2 separate regions of the Sus scrofa genome follow, and region 1 is linked to region 2. Evidence: chromatin contacts called from public Hi-C data. All regions are on one chromosome and are shown on one strand. Each heading gives the region's core, a stretch centred on a gene start, on an enhancer-like site or on the middle of the called end of the contact. The rest is flanking DNA. Distances are from core to core; before and after follow the strand shown. Region 1 holds the start of ANKRD10 (ankyrin repeat domain 10). Region 2 holds the start of ING1 (inhibitor of growth protein 1).

Region 1 (6,871 bases), core at 2,226-4,725, 86 kb before region 2:
GCGGCAGCAACACCAGATCCTTTCAACCCACCGCACGGGGGCGTGGATGGAACCCACCCCTTTGCCTCCAAGGCGGCCTGAGCCACTGCAGTCAGGTTCTTAACCCGCTGAGCCTGAGCCGCAGTGGGAACTCCAAAAGTAAACCGGTTTTAAGAAAAGTATTAACAGCACAGATCCAACGTGGCCAGAAAAGTCCGCACAGAGGTGCTGAAAATCCACACGGAGGAGGCGTGAGAATGATTAAATCGGGGACGCTGCTGGCCCCGGACTGAATGTCCGTTGTCCCCCCCCCCCGCCCCCCGCAGTGGGAGGTGATGAGGTCGTGAGGGTGAATGGAGTGGGTGGCCTAACTCAGACGAGACCTGAGAGAGGGCTCTCTGGCCTCGGCGTGCACACAGCCCAGACGCGACGAGCCAGCGCGCTGAACGCGCCTGCAGAGCTGCTGAGTCTAGCAGTCCCTGGCACTCCGGATGGCAGCCCAGAGGCCGCGACTCTTCTGCCCAAGTGTAAGCAGATGCCCTTCTTCAAAGAGGGACCTGGCAGCGTGTGGGAGGTGCAGCGCCGGGAACAAGGGGCAGCAGAGAGGACAGAACAGGGAGGCCCTGGTCTCGCCTTCCTCGGGTCTCAGGTCCCGAGACACGCGGTTCACTGGGTCCCGTTTCTCAGCGTGACCGCAGCGCTCAGCAGGGGCCCGCCCTCTACAGAGCGGAGCGTGTGACCCTGCCTCTCAGGGCACGTTCCTCCCACGAGCCCTGCCCCTTGGAGCAATTCCTCACACACTATCCCTTTTTGGAAACGCAATGCCAATCCCAAAGGCAGGGTTTGGGTTGGTTTTTAATCCATGTACTGAGTTTTGAGTCTTCCTGTTTCTCATCACGTATTTGAGTCATACCTTCAAATACTCCAGTTTGCTCAGGTTAAAGAAAAAAGTTACTTCAAACTGTTAAAGAAAATATTTTTCAGAGACACTCGTTAAAGCATGGAAAGGCAGACTTTATTCAAGGGTGCCTTCGGATGGGTACAGGGGCCACTGCTGTGGGATCATGAGACCCCGTTTGTCCCCGCAGACGAGGGGAGAACTCAGACTGACCTCTGAACACGACATGGACAAGTGGGAACCTCCAACCCAGGAGCAGGGGGGCGTCAGGAGTTGGAGAGTCCCTAAAAGGAGCATCAGGGGCTCTGGCTAAAGTGACGTCATGGCAGGATTCTTGCTGAAGGCAGACGCCCCGGCAGGGGGGAGGGAGTGGTGGAGGATGGAGAAGGCGGTTGGATGTGGAGGGTTAGCAGATATGGGGGGTGGGGGAGCCTGAGTAGAGTCTGGTCAAGAAGGGAACCTTTGTCACTTATGTGTGGTTGCTCTGTCAAATAAAAGACAAAGAATGTGTTATGAATCCGCGCTTCTTTCTCTTTTCTCTACAGCTTTTTGGAAAGCTAAAGAGCTCCTAAGAAAACCTGTCATTAGCCGTCATTCGACACGTTGGGCAAAACCCGCAACCAAGCACTTGGAAGGGTGGCTTTAGGAACACTCACCAGACCTCCTTTCTCATTCTCATACCCGGCAACCGCGTGGCCCGTCTCAGGGAGCCACCATCACGTTGGTCTATCTCTGCACAGCTGCTCAAGTACGGGTTCCATCCCAGGAAGCCTGAGGAAGCAGGAAGTCATCTTAGCTGAGGAAACAGACACTCTGAGCATCCATTCCCTGTAACCTGCTTCGTTTCCTAGGCCTTCGTACAAAATCAATGCCAAGGTTAAAAAAATCTAACCATGGGTTGGGAACAAGGCCTGGATATTATTCCAAGCTCTGGCACAGGCATGCAGTTTGTCCCTGGGCAAATTCCTTAGCCTGTCTCTGCCTCAGTCTCATCATTCACAGAATGCTGGGTAAGGAAGGGTACTTCCTTCTCGTTATTATGAAAGACAAGCTGTGCTTATGTCCTTCTGCAAAATGGGACGCCGCTTTCCTAGGAAGGGTACCAGTCAATACCAGCGTATGTATCTTAAAGAGATAATCAGATTAAAAGCAGCATGGAATATACAAAGAAAAATGATTGAATTCCTAGTGGACCAGGCATATTGCTGCCCTTTGGGTCCAAACGAAAAAGTATATCTTGAATTACTGAAATTTTCTCTTTTTTAAATTTTTTTTACTTTATTTTTTGTCTTTTTGCCATTTCTTGGGCCGCTCCCGTGGCATATGGAGGTTCCCAGGCTAGGGGTCAAATCGGAGCTGTAGCCGACAGCCTACACCAGAGCCAGAGCAATGCCAGATCCGAGCCGCGTCTGCGACCTACACCACAGCTCACGGCGACGCCAGATCCTTAACCTTCTGAGCAAGGGCAGGGATCGAACCAGCAACCTCATGGTTCCTGGTCGGATTCGTTAACCATTGCTCCACGACGGAAACTCCCTGAAATTTTCTTTCTTGCCTCATCTAATACATGACAGATTCTAAGTGTCATTCTTACACCTCATCCATTAGTAATTGCTCACTAAATCGAAATACTTGCTGCTTTTTCTGGTTGACTGTATCTAGAACATTTCCCAGTGTGTTTCATTCATTATTGTACTCAACACGTTTGCTGCATGAATAGATGACTGTGTTGCATGCTTATACCGCAAATTAACATTTTTTCTTCATTAGGCACTATGTTTCTAATTTCTTGTTTTATTAAGTAATGCTGCAGTGTACTATCTTATGCATCAATATCTTCCCAGAAATCTGGTTACCTACTTAAAGCTCAATCACTGTGATTTAGAATTTTGTAGAACAAAAAAGGAAAGCAGTATACACAAAGAAAAAGAATATATACAAGTGAAACAAACCACATGGTTAGAAAATCACAATAAAAAATCTGTAAATGTTAACACTGGTTATTTCTTGATAGTGAAATTATTGATGATTTTCACGTAGAAGTCATAATCAGAAAAAAATCTATTTAAAAAATCTGTGATCCTCGGTCAGTGAAAGACAATTTAGTATTTCCTTGCATGCTACAATGTTTCTCGCGTTTTGGCCGTGGGTTCTCAAAAACGTGCAGCCCAGCTCAGAAAAGTACAGCAGGTCAGGAGGGGCAGGAACCGCCCCCAGGTGCTCGCAGACGCACCACCAGATTAATTGGTGGAATAAAAGGCGTGCGGCCGAAACCTCAGGGGATCGGGCCCAAAGCCCAAACCTGATTCTCCAGGAGCTTTTTATTAACGGAGGTCAGGACACTGACGCGCCTGGAGTCTGGACCGGAGTCCAGAACCCGGAGTCTAGAACCCACGCGGCCCACGGGGCCTGGGCCCCGCCCCCTGCTCCAGGCCCCGCCCCGACGCTCCAGGCCCCGCCCCCAGGCTCCGCGGCTCCGAGCGCCGGCCCCAGTCCCCGCCGACGCAGGCCCCGCCCCGCCCCGCCTCGCCCCGCCCCCGTGCGCGCTCGGCTCGGCTGCCGGCTGGACGCAGCCGCGGCGCTGCTCTAGATCCTTTGTGCTCCGGTGGCGGCGACGGCGGCGGCCTCTCGGGTCTTCACCGGCTCGTCTTCTCCGCTCGCCAGCTCGCGCTCTCTGGTGACGGACCATGTCGGCGGCGGGAGCGGGTGCGGGTGTGGAGGCGGGCTTCTCCAGCGAAGAGCTGTTGTCGCTCCGCTTTCCGCTGCACCGCGCCTGCCGCGATGGGGACCTGGCCGCGCTCTGCTCGCTGCTACAGCAGACGCCGCGCGCCCACCTGGCTGCCGAGGATTCCTTCTACGGCTGGACGCCGGTGCACTGGGCCGCGCACTTCGGCAAGGTGGGCGCGGGCGCTTTAAGGCGCCATCTTCCGCGGCTTTCCTGTGGGGGTCGAGAGGGCGGTGGGCGCGGGGCGTGCCGGGAGCGCGGGGCGGAAGCGGGGTCGGCGGCGAAGGCGCGCCAAGGGGCCCGGGGCGCATGTGCGGCGGCGCGGGGGTCGGGGCCCCAGGGGCGCGCGGAGCCTGCCGGGAGACGGGCGGAAGCGGGCCCGGCGGCGGCGGCGCTGGCGCCGGGAGGCCCGGAGGCCGTGAGGCCCGGAGCGCAAGTGCGGCGGCGCAGAGTTCGAACGCGGGCGGCCTCCCGAGGCGCCGGCTTCCCGGAGGCGCCGCCCCTGCGGGTGGAGGCCCGGGCGCCCCAGGGCGGCGCGCGGGAGCCGGGGCCGCTCTGAGGGAGGGGCGGGCGCCGGAGGGAAGCGCCCTTAGCTCCCCGGGCCCAGGGGCCGCGGCCGAAGGCGTGCTGGGTGATGATGCTGCCAGCTCAGAGCTGGGGGGTTGTGTAAACTGTCGCCCGAGTGACCGTCGGCGACGTTTATCTTAAAATCGGGAAGAGCGAGGTGCAGCTTTAAATCTCGGAAAGATAAGGCAGCATTTGCCTCCTCTGCGCAGGGAGAGGGGTCATTCGATCGGAGAAGTGGTCGCAAAGTGAGATTGACGATGCTTTTCCAAAGTGACTTTAACGGTTAAGGTTCATGCCCCCCAGTTCTGGGACATTACAAAATGTTTTCCCTCTGAAGTGGTGATACGGTTGGGTTGAAATAAGTGGTTTTGCGGAAATACGTGCCGGATAATGTGAAGTGTATTTCCGTCTTGAAATGGAATTAATCTTAGATTTATTTTTGCCCGGCTGACGAGTGGCTTTACTTGGCTCAAGGTGCTACGTTCGCAGCACTTTTGGGAAACAGTTTCTGAGTCCCCTGGTCAAATGAAGTCAGATTTATTTTAGTGAAAGAAATGAGACGGCGTTAGGACGGCGGGGGCGAGGCAGGCCCGCCGGCCCCGGGCCTGAGCTCTGGGACGCGCTGGCGGAGCCGGGGCTGAGCCCGAGGCCCCTGGGAGATCCGGCTCCGCAAACAACTGGCTGAGCGAGGACCCTCCTGCCTGCTCTCCCTGAACGTAGGTGTCCCCAGGCGGGCCGGCCGCCGGGGAGGGAGCTCCCTGCTGAGTGCGTCTCGCTCTATTTTTACGTGAAACTGTAGGTAGCTGGCAACATCTATTGTCCCTTGTGTTACAGGCAAAAACATCCTTTTAATAGGCAAGGACAGCTTTTTTTTTTTAAGCTCCCCTGTTGCTTCCGATCCTCCCTATCCTGGTTGAGAAGGACACAGTATGGCTGTCTCGTACATTCTGCTTAAAGCCCCATTACAAATGGTCATTTAAAATATTTACTCATCCCAGGGTACCTCTAGGTATTTCTAAGGATTAAAAATAGCCATCACTGCTTTAAAATGTTTAAAATGTAAGTTTCATGCAGGTGTGTTTTACCACACAAAACAAAGCCAACTGAATTCCCTTCTTGAGTCTCTGGAACATGAGTAGTAAATAAACGTTGGAGACCAAGCAGTAGCTTAACCTCAGAGATCAAAGGTTGTAACTGGAGGCAGTTAACTTCCGTGCTTTCAGTTGCGTTTAACCCTGAAGGCCACGGAGTCTCAGGCACTGAAGGGGCCAAAGGAAGTGTCCTTCAGCCTGTGAGGAAAGGCGGCTGGGGCAGAAGCGAGGCCAGGACTCCTGACTAAGGCTCCCGGTCCCCAGCTGCCCACACTTCCCTCCTCTGTATGCACTTAAGCCGTCGCTCTGCTCGGCCATCCAGGAGCTGGCGGAGATTCAGCATGTTGTGGGCTCTTCCCCAGTCTCAAGCTGTGTTCCTAGAAATGTGCCAACTGCACAAGTTACCGAACCTTTTTATGAGGCTCGTTTGCTCCCAAAGGACTAAATGTTATTTAAAAACTAATTACACCTTGCTGTTTACAAGCAATCGTATTGAACAATACCTTCGCAGGGTTCTAAGCCTGGTTTCCTACATCCAACCCACGGGTAGCAAATTTGAGTCCAGGGAGCTCTCGGTTGATGTGCAGATTAATGGCCGTTTGGCATACTAAGCGATTCTCATCTGTTTCATTTTGGTTGTACTTGAGACCTGCCATCTTATCACTGGCCGTGGTTTCTCGCTCGGTACATTGGTAAAGGCAGTATTTGAAAACACGCCGAGGAAGCGTCTCTTTGTCAGCCAGCATCTCGGTGCCCCCGACAGTCAGAGCTCACCTCTCAGGTGTGTTGATTGCAGCGGTCTGTCCTTTGCAAGGACAGGCTTAGAATCGCGGAGGAGAAGAGCCACCAGGTGAGACCCGAGTGTAGCTGCTTACCTTTCGCTGGAGGTCAGTCCTCAGGAGGAGGATTGTTGGCTCGTTCACTCACCGCATTGTGCACCGGGAGGGGAGCCGGGGCGGCCCGGGAGCCGGAGTCTGGGGACACCCTGGGTGGAGCCGTGTGCCTGGCACCCTGTAGGCACTTGCCAAGTTTTTGTGGAGTGTGATAGATTTTTGTAGCTAGAGGCCAGTGCGATCCTGGGGCTTGGCTGCAGTCTCCACTCCCATGTGTCTTTGTTTCGTCACCTGCTGGACCGGAGCTCTGCCTGCTGTAGGCCCTTGGGGCCAGGGGTTCGCTACGAACAGTTTGAAAAGCTGAGGTGCTGCCCCCTCCCTGTGCTCCACACCCTTCCCCGAGGACACAGCTCCAGCTGCGCCTGAAGTAAGCACTCTTGGCCGCACTGGCAGCAGAAAACCCTCTACCTGGGAAGGGTTTATCTACCAATCACTGTAACATCTTTATTGATTAGAGTAGTGTGTGCTTGTGGCATAGCCCAGCTCTGATAAAAGTCTTTGAAGGTGCAATCTGGCCTTTTCTGATTTGGGCTTTTTTAAACAATCGTGATTGACAATGTCACATTGATTTTAGCCTTTTCTGTTAGGAAAAACAAAATATTTATATTTGTATAGTGTCAATCATTTTGACTTTATTTCTGTGTGTGTACACCAACTCTTTTAAGGACAAAAAAAAATGTTCTCTTAAGTAAGCCTTTTAAAATCTGTATAATACTGG
Region 2 (6,926 bases), core at 2,033-4,532:
TCGTCATCTTGAAATTCCCTAACAGTGCTAGCGAACAGCGCTGGAGAGAATTCCACAAAGCCCCAGAAAACCCGAAATTCCCCGCGTTCGTCTCTCCACCCCGCAAGCCTTCTCCCAGCTCAGCGCACAGGGGGCCACTCAGTTCTCGTCCCGGGACACCGACCACCGAGAAGCAGCCCCAGACCCGGGTCACTCACGCGTCCGCTGCTCCGCGAGGCCGAACCCGCGGGTCCCTGGGACCCGACCCGGAGCCCCGCCTGCGCCCTCGGCAATCCCAGCGACACGGATCGCCAGCTTTGCCCTGTACCCCGGGCGCCGCCATTACTCCGCGGCGGAAGGGGCCAAGCTCGCGTCGGTGGGGGGCGGGGGCGAGGCTGGCTCAGCCCCGCCAATGGGTAGGCGGCCAGTGGGAGGCGCGCCCCGCCCCGGCAGCCACTGCCAGTAGGAATCGTTGGACCGGAGGGCGGTGGCCAGGTGGGGCACCAATCACAACCCAGGGTCAGAGAACTCGGCCCGCCCCAGCAGCACCAATAACCAATGCAGGGCCGGAGGCCGGGCGACCTGAAGACGTTCAAATCAACTCGACCTCCTCCCTCCTCCCCGCCCCTCTACGAAAGAGAAAAAAAGAGGCAGCGGAAACAGAGATCTATGCCAGTAACTGCGCAAGGCCCGCCCTCATCCGGCTCAGCAACCAATGGTTCAGCAGCGGACTGATAAGGACATTCCATGGGAGAGGCCACGGCCAATCACAGAAGGCCAAGGGGGAACGTTCACAATATGCTAATAAGCCTCCTATAAAAGTCGCTGCGAAGCAAAGCCTCGGGTAGAGCGCGCAGGGGCGCCTTCCTCGCGTGAGTCTTGTCTGTTGTGGGGCATGTAGTGGCTTTCCACCTCCCCCCACTCTTCCGTTTCCCTGCTGCGCAGTCCTGTAAACATTAGTAAACTCGGAGTGATTATCCACGTTCCAAACACAGCCCCAATGCGATGCCTGACCTGGGAGGAAAGTTTCCCCAACAGCCAGCAATTCCCAGCGGACCCGAACCCTCCGTCTCTCTCCGGCATTCTGGGCGGCCGAGGCAGCAGAGAACGACCCACAGGTCCTCTTCCCCTGCCATGTTCCTCTCCAAGTCGACAATATTTGCCTGCGCCCCCCGAGCACAGCACAGATGGGCGACTTCCTCGCCCCATCCTCCCTTCCCTCCCCTCCCCTTGACCACTGCACGCACAGAATAAAGCCCTGGCCCTCCGCAAACTACACCCGGCCGCGTCGCCCCCCGTACGTCGGCCCTCGCTCCGTGTCCAGCACCGCGGGAGGGCCGGGGGCTGGGTGGGGGCGACTGGGGCTGCACCACGCGGAGTACCGACCCCGGACTTTATGTAACACTCAGATTCGGGACTGAGTGAAGGTGGTTCCGGGGATGGCGAGCAGGGCCGGCGGACCCCTCGCCCGCATTGCCCTCCCAGCAGCCCTGCGCGCAGCACCGTCTCTGAGCCCCTAGCTAGCGACCGCTGCACATCCCTCCCTCGGCGCCTCAGCCGGCGCCCCCTGCGCCCCCTCCCCCGCAGCACCCCGCCTCGTCACTTCACTACAAAGAGCGCTTTGCTCGCGCAGCCTGGCATTGAGACCTCTCGTTCCTTCTTCCTCCTCCGTGTCCGGGCTTCGCGCACAAGGACCTTCGCAAATCAAAGACGCTCCAGACCTTTTGTTTCTGTCCGGCCAGGGCCCCGCCGCGGGATCGAGGCTCCCCAAGCGGGGATCAGGACGGCCCGCGGCCCCGCGGCGCGCCGCGACCGACGGGGATGGAGCAGCCGCCCCCGCCCATCCATCCCGCCGTACCTTGGTATTTCGCGTCGATCTCCCGCATCAGCGAGACGTTTCTCTGCAGATCGAAAGGCAGAGACTCGATGGAGTCCAGGTAGTCCTCCACATAGTTCACCAGGTGGATCTGCTCCCCGTTGGCAGGGCTCAACATGGTTCACCGAGGTCCCCGGCGACTCGGCGCGGCTTTCCGCTTCCTCCGGCCCCCGCCCCCTCGGAGCCCAGCGCTGCAAAATGCAAGGCTCCCGCCCGCCGGCGCCTCCCCTCCGGCCGGCCCCGCGCCGCTACATCTGCGAGCTGCACCGCCTGGGCCCGGGGACCGGCGCCTGGCGGGCCGGGCCGGAGCTCGGCGGCCTCGGGCGCGGGGCGGGCGCGGGCGGGCGTGCGGGCGCGCACCCCGGCGCAGGGGCCGGGGCCGGGGCCGAGCGAGCGCGGGAAGGGGCGCGCGCCGCCCGCCGCGCCGCACTTGTCCAACGTGGAAAACCCAAATACCAGTTTCAAACACTTGGGAAACATTCGGCCCCCTGCATCGCGCATGCGTCCTGGCCCCACCGCCCCCTCCCCCGTGGGCCCCGCCCCCGCCGCATTCACGCCCCTCACCGGCCCCGCCGCACGGGGGTGTGGCTTTGTCTGTCACTTTTGCCGGGGCAGGGGCCGCGGGGGCAAGGGGCAGCGGGCGAGCTGAAAACTTTAGTGGGAGTTTCGCACTTGCAGGCAAAGTGCGTTGGGCGGGGCTGCATGGCCGCTGGGTGTTGCGGGAGAGGCAGGTGGCATAGCCCAGAGCTCTCTGGAACCGACCCGGCCTCGGGACCATCACAATCCCGGGTCACCATCTCCTTCCCTTTGCTCAGTCCCACACTCCTGATCCCGCCTCGCAGCCGGGAAATAAGTACGGCCCGGAACAGACTGGCAACCTCGAGGGCCAATCCAGGTTCCGCCCTCACCCCGGCGGCCCAATCAGGAGAAAGAATAGGCGGGGCGATCACGGACACCTCCCCCTCGGCTCTTACTACTAGAAACCCGCGTCCCTCCGGGGGCGGAGGGACCAGGCTGGCCCGGCAAGACGGAAGTGGTTGCGCATGCGTACTTGTGTGGCCAAGAGGCCCATTTGCCCGCGCCGGAGACCTACCATTCGGCAGTCGGACCACCACTCCCGGCAGCCTCGGCGGCTCCCGCGCCTGCGCGGTCCTCACCGCCCGCCCTTTGTGTTGCCGGCCGGAGCCCAGCGCCGAGCGGCTTGGAGACAAAGGGACCCGAGAGGGGAGCGGTTCGCCAGGCCGGGTCCCCGTAGAGGGCAGGTGACCCCGACCCCTTCCCGCATGTGCCATGGAATCCTCTCTTAAAGTCCGCGCCCCCACTTCGAAAGACCACCCAAGCCGTGGTGGGGCAAGCGTCCGGGCGCCCGGGTCCCGGGGGCCTCTCCCTGTGCAGCCTTGGGCCCCCCTCCCCCTCCTCCCCGCCCTAAACGCCTGGATTTGGGCTTCCGAGGAGCCCCGTTGCCTAGACGACGGGGCCGCGCGAGGCCCGCCTCTTCCGGCCGAGGCCCCGCCTGTGGGCGTGGCCCCCTCCCCCGCTTTGTCCGCGGCGTGCGGGTCTGCGCCGCGCTTGGTGCTTTTCGGAGGACTCGTTTGGCCTCCTTTGTCCTGCCCTGTCCTTTGGCGGGTGTCGTGTCGCCAACTCTAACCCTGTCAGGTAGTTCGGCCTCGGCCCCTGACGTCCCTACCGCCTCTGTGCCTGGGCGGCGCTGCGTCTCTCGGACGGGTGGGTGGGCGGGTTCGCCTGGCTCCGGGTGCCCTGCTGCCCGTGGCCGCTCCCCCTGGGACTGAATCGATGCTCTGCGGTTCATCACGTTCTGGTGGAGTTCCCGAGTGTCCGGAGAACAGTGTCGTGACAACCAAGACCGCGGGAGAGTTTCTTAATTACTCAGTGTCATTCAGACCGAGCCAGTGTTTGTAAAATAGGTTTTGATCCGCAGTGCCCCTAGCAGCGATCTGCAGAGCAGTCCGCGATGTGGCTGTCAGTGCAGACTAAGTTGGGCTGGTCGTCTTTGGAAATGGGTTGGAACGCTGCTGCGGTGATAAACGACGAGTAGGAGTAAAACTTTGAGGTAAATGGGTTTGATCTTCATTCTACCCCTTCATCGCACCCTCACATCAGGAAACGTTCACTTCGATATTTGGGAAAGTGGTTATTTTACTTAGAGAGTCACACTTTTCCAGCTTGGGCCCAGTGTAAAGCAAATGATAGGTAAAGTTTCATTTATTGGCCACTAGCCTGCTTAAAAGGCTTTAATACTGTGACACTATGTGGCAACGAAGAGACTATATGGAATAGAGTAAACGTTGCATAGGAGAAACGCATATACGTAATTTTAAAGTACAGTAACAAGAAAGAGGTTCTTTTAATCCTTGCATTCACTGGCTCTAAAATGAGTAGTGTTTATCTGAATTTAAGAATAAAGGTGGGCGTTCCCGTCGTGGCGCAGTGGTTAACGAATCTGACTAGGAACCATGAGGTTGTGGGTTCGATCCCTGGCCTTGCTCAGTGGGTTAAGGATCCGCGTTGCTGTGAGCTGTGGTGTAGGTAGCAGACGTGGCTCAGATCCCACGTTGCTGTGGCTCTGGCGTAGGCCGGTGGCTACAGCTCCGATTCGACCCCTAGCCTGGGAACCTCCATATGCCGAGGGAGCGGCCCAAGACATGGCAAAAAGCCAAAAAACTAAAAATAAATTAAAAAAAAAAAATAAAGGTGGAGTTCTTGTCATGGTGCAGTGGAAACTAGTCCGATTAGGAACCATGAGGGTCCAGGTTTCATCCCTAGCCTCTCTCAGTGGGTTAAGGATTCGGTGTGACCCTGAGCTGTAGTGTAGGTTGCAGATGCAGCTCGGATCTGGTGTTGCTGTGACTCTGGTGTAGGCCAGCAGCTGTTAAAAAAAAAAAAAAAAGAAAGAAAAAAGGTGAGAAATAATTTACCCTTCCCAATGACCATCAAGCTGGAGTGTTTGTTGTTTTGTTTTGTTTTTTTGCTTTTTAGAGCTGCATCTGTGGCATATGAAGGTTCCCAGGCTAGAGGTTGAATCAGAGCTGTAGCTGCTGGCCTACACCACAGCCACAGCAACGCAGGATCCAAGCTGCGTCTGTGACCTACACCACAGGTCACAGCAACGCCAGATCCTTAACCCGCTGAGTGAGGCCAGGGATTGAATCTGCAACCTCATGGCTCCTAGTTGGCTTCGTTTCCGCTGCACAACGATGGGGAACTCCTGCTGTTGTTTTTTTCTTTTTTTTTAATGACTAGCTGTGGCATATGGAAGTTCCCAGACCAAGGGTCTGATTGGAGCTACAGCTACAGGCCTACACCACAGCCACAGCAACACCAGATCCCAGACCTGTCTCCGACCTACACCTCGGCTCAGGGCAACACCGGATCCTTAACCCGCTGAGCCAGGAAAGGAACCGAATCCTAGTTGTCCTGGATACTAGTTGGGTTGGTTACCGCTGAGCCAGGATGGGAAATCCCGGAGGTTTTTTTGTTTGTTTCTGCTTTTTTTTGGTCTTTTTAGGGCTGCACCCGTGGCATATGGAGGTTCCCAGGCTAGGGGTCTAATTGGAGCTACAGCTGCCGGCCTACACCACAGCCACAGCAAGGAGGGATCCAAGCCCTGTCTGTGAACTACAGCACAGCTCATGGCAATGCCAGATCCTTAATCCACTGAGGGAGGCCAGGGATCGAACCCAAAACCTCATGGTTCCTAGTCAGATTCGTTTCCACTGGGCCACGACGGGAACTCCAGGTTCTTTTTTGCCTTTTTTTTTAAATCAAGATGTCATGTCTTTTTTTTTTTTTTGGCTGCCCTGGAGGCACATGGAGATGTCATATCAATAATGATTCCTCTCATTTTTTCATGGACTTGACAGACGTGTGAAACACAACAGCTTTTTATTCATTCAACAAGAAGTATTTAGGATTGTCTACCATGTCTTTTATGCACTAGGAATGCAGTGGTGAATAATGGCTACAAGACATTTAATTTACCCCTTGGGCTAAAAAGTCAGAAAATATTTGATTAGCTTTACAAAGTTCTTAAAATGTATACCAATGACTTACTGTTTTCTGGACAAGGTTAGAGGACCAGTAGTAAAATATAGTTAATGGTGATCAGTCATTTAATTAAGTTAATTAATTTATTTTTTGGTCGCCCCTTGGCATATGGAGTCTTCAGGCCAGTGATCAGATCTGAGCCACTGTTGCTACCTAAGCCACAGCTGCGGCAACAGTGGATCCTTAACCCACCCTGTGGAGCAGGGGATTGAACCTGCATCTCAGCACTCCCAAGACTCGGGGGATCCCATTGGGCCACAGTGAGACCTCCTGATCGGGCATTTTAAATATGCCACTATGGAAAAGGGTATTTCTAGTTTTAATGGAGATGCTCAAACCTATGGGAATAAAAGAGATGAACATACAATTCTTTGTTTTGAAGTGCTTAAAATATAAATCCTAGTACATTTATCTCAAACCTGCAATGCCCTGAACAATATGCTACCCTACCTACTGTACTTTGGATTTACAAAATTTTGCTTTAAAAGAAAATGCCATGCTGAGAACTACGTTTTGTTGTTGTTGTCATTCAGGAGTAAGAAATGGCATTCATGATGGTATAGAACCTTAATAAACTTCCTTGTTCCGACTTCAAATTCCGAAGACTCTACTCTCTCTCTAGGTGTAGATGCTAATGCATCTTCCCAGTCACTTTCACTTTACCTTAATATTGGACCTGCAGGAGGAGTCCTGTTTTAGCCATCATTAAATAATGGATGTGTTGATCTTTGAAGATTCCCCCAAGACTTTAGAAAAGCTAAATTGCTGCAGACTAAGGACTGAGCCCCTTACAGGACCAGTTTTCACAGGACAGAAGATTCCATTGTTAGTTTAAAAATCATGATCTCTCAGGGCCAAGTAAAACATGCCAGCTATCCAGGTTGGTGTACAGGATTTGGTCTTCAGACTTACTAAAGCAGTTTCCAAAAACTTCAGGCTTTTTCCTTGAATTCCACAGATGGCAGTGAAGCCTTGGTTCATTTTCTTCTTTCACTGGCACGTCTAG

What was found. Hi-C and Micro-C count contacts between places; a contact is called where the count stands out from the background.
Region 1: a Hi-C map of skeletal muscle shows a contact between it and region 2, with 2.8 times the contacts expected there. The contact joins the promoter of ANKRD10 here to the promoter of ING1 in region 2. A contact is called at or near these places in 3 of 5 promoter capture datasets (fetal liver, fetal skeletal muscle and liver), 13 of 47 Hi-C or Micro-C datasets (alveolar macrophages, blood, embryonic fibroblasts and 7 more) and 2 of 2 datasets of contacts at active chromatin or transcription factors (alveolar macrophages and skeletal muscle).

What each region holds. Positions count from the first base shown.
Region 1 is chr11:77,352,653-77,359,523 of Sscrofa11.1, reverse strand. ANKRD10 (ankyrin repeat domain 10) reads left to right here and starts at 3,475. Exons shown (of 6, transcript NM_001244616.1): 1 at 3,475-3,774. The coding sequence starts at 3,565. LOC110255863 (a long non-coding RNA gene) reads left to right here. Exons shown (of 2, transcript XR_002336774.1): 2 at 1,423-2,926. LOC110255864 (a long non-coding RNA gene) reads right to left here and starts at 1,675. Exons shown (of 2, transcript XR_002336775.1): 1 at 1,534-1,675; 2 at 973-1,361.
Region 2 is chr11:77,266,628-77,273,553 of Sscrofa11.1, reverse strand. It overlaps ING1 (inhibitor of growth protein 1), which reads right to left and starts at 3,282. Exons shown (of 2, transcript XM_021065917.1): 1 at 2,949-3,282. The coding sequence starts at 3,147. It overlaps CARS2 (probable cysteine--tRNA ligase, mitochondrial), which reads left to right and starts at 3,618. Exons shown (of 15, transcript XM_021065916.1): 1 at 3,618-3,926.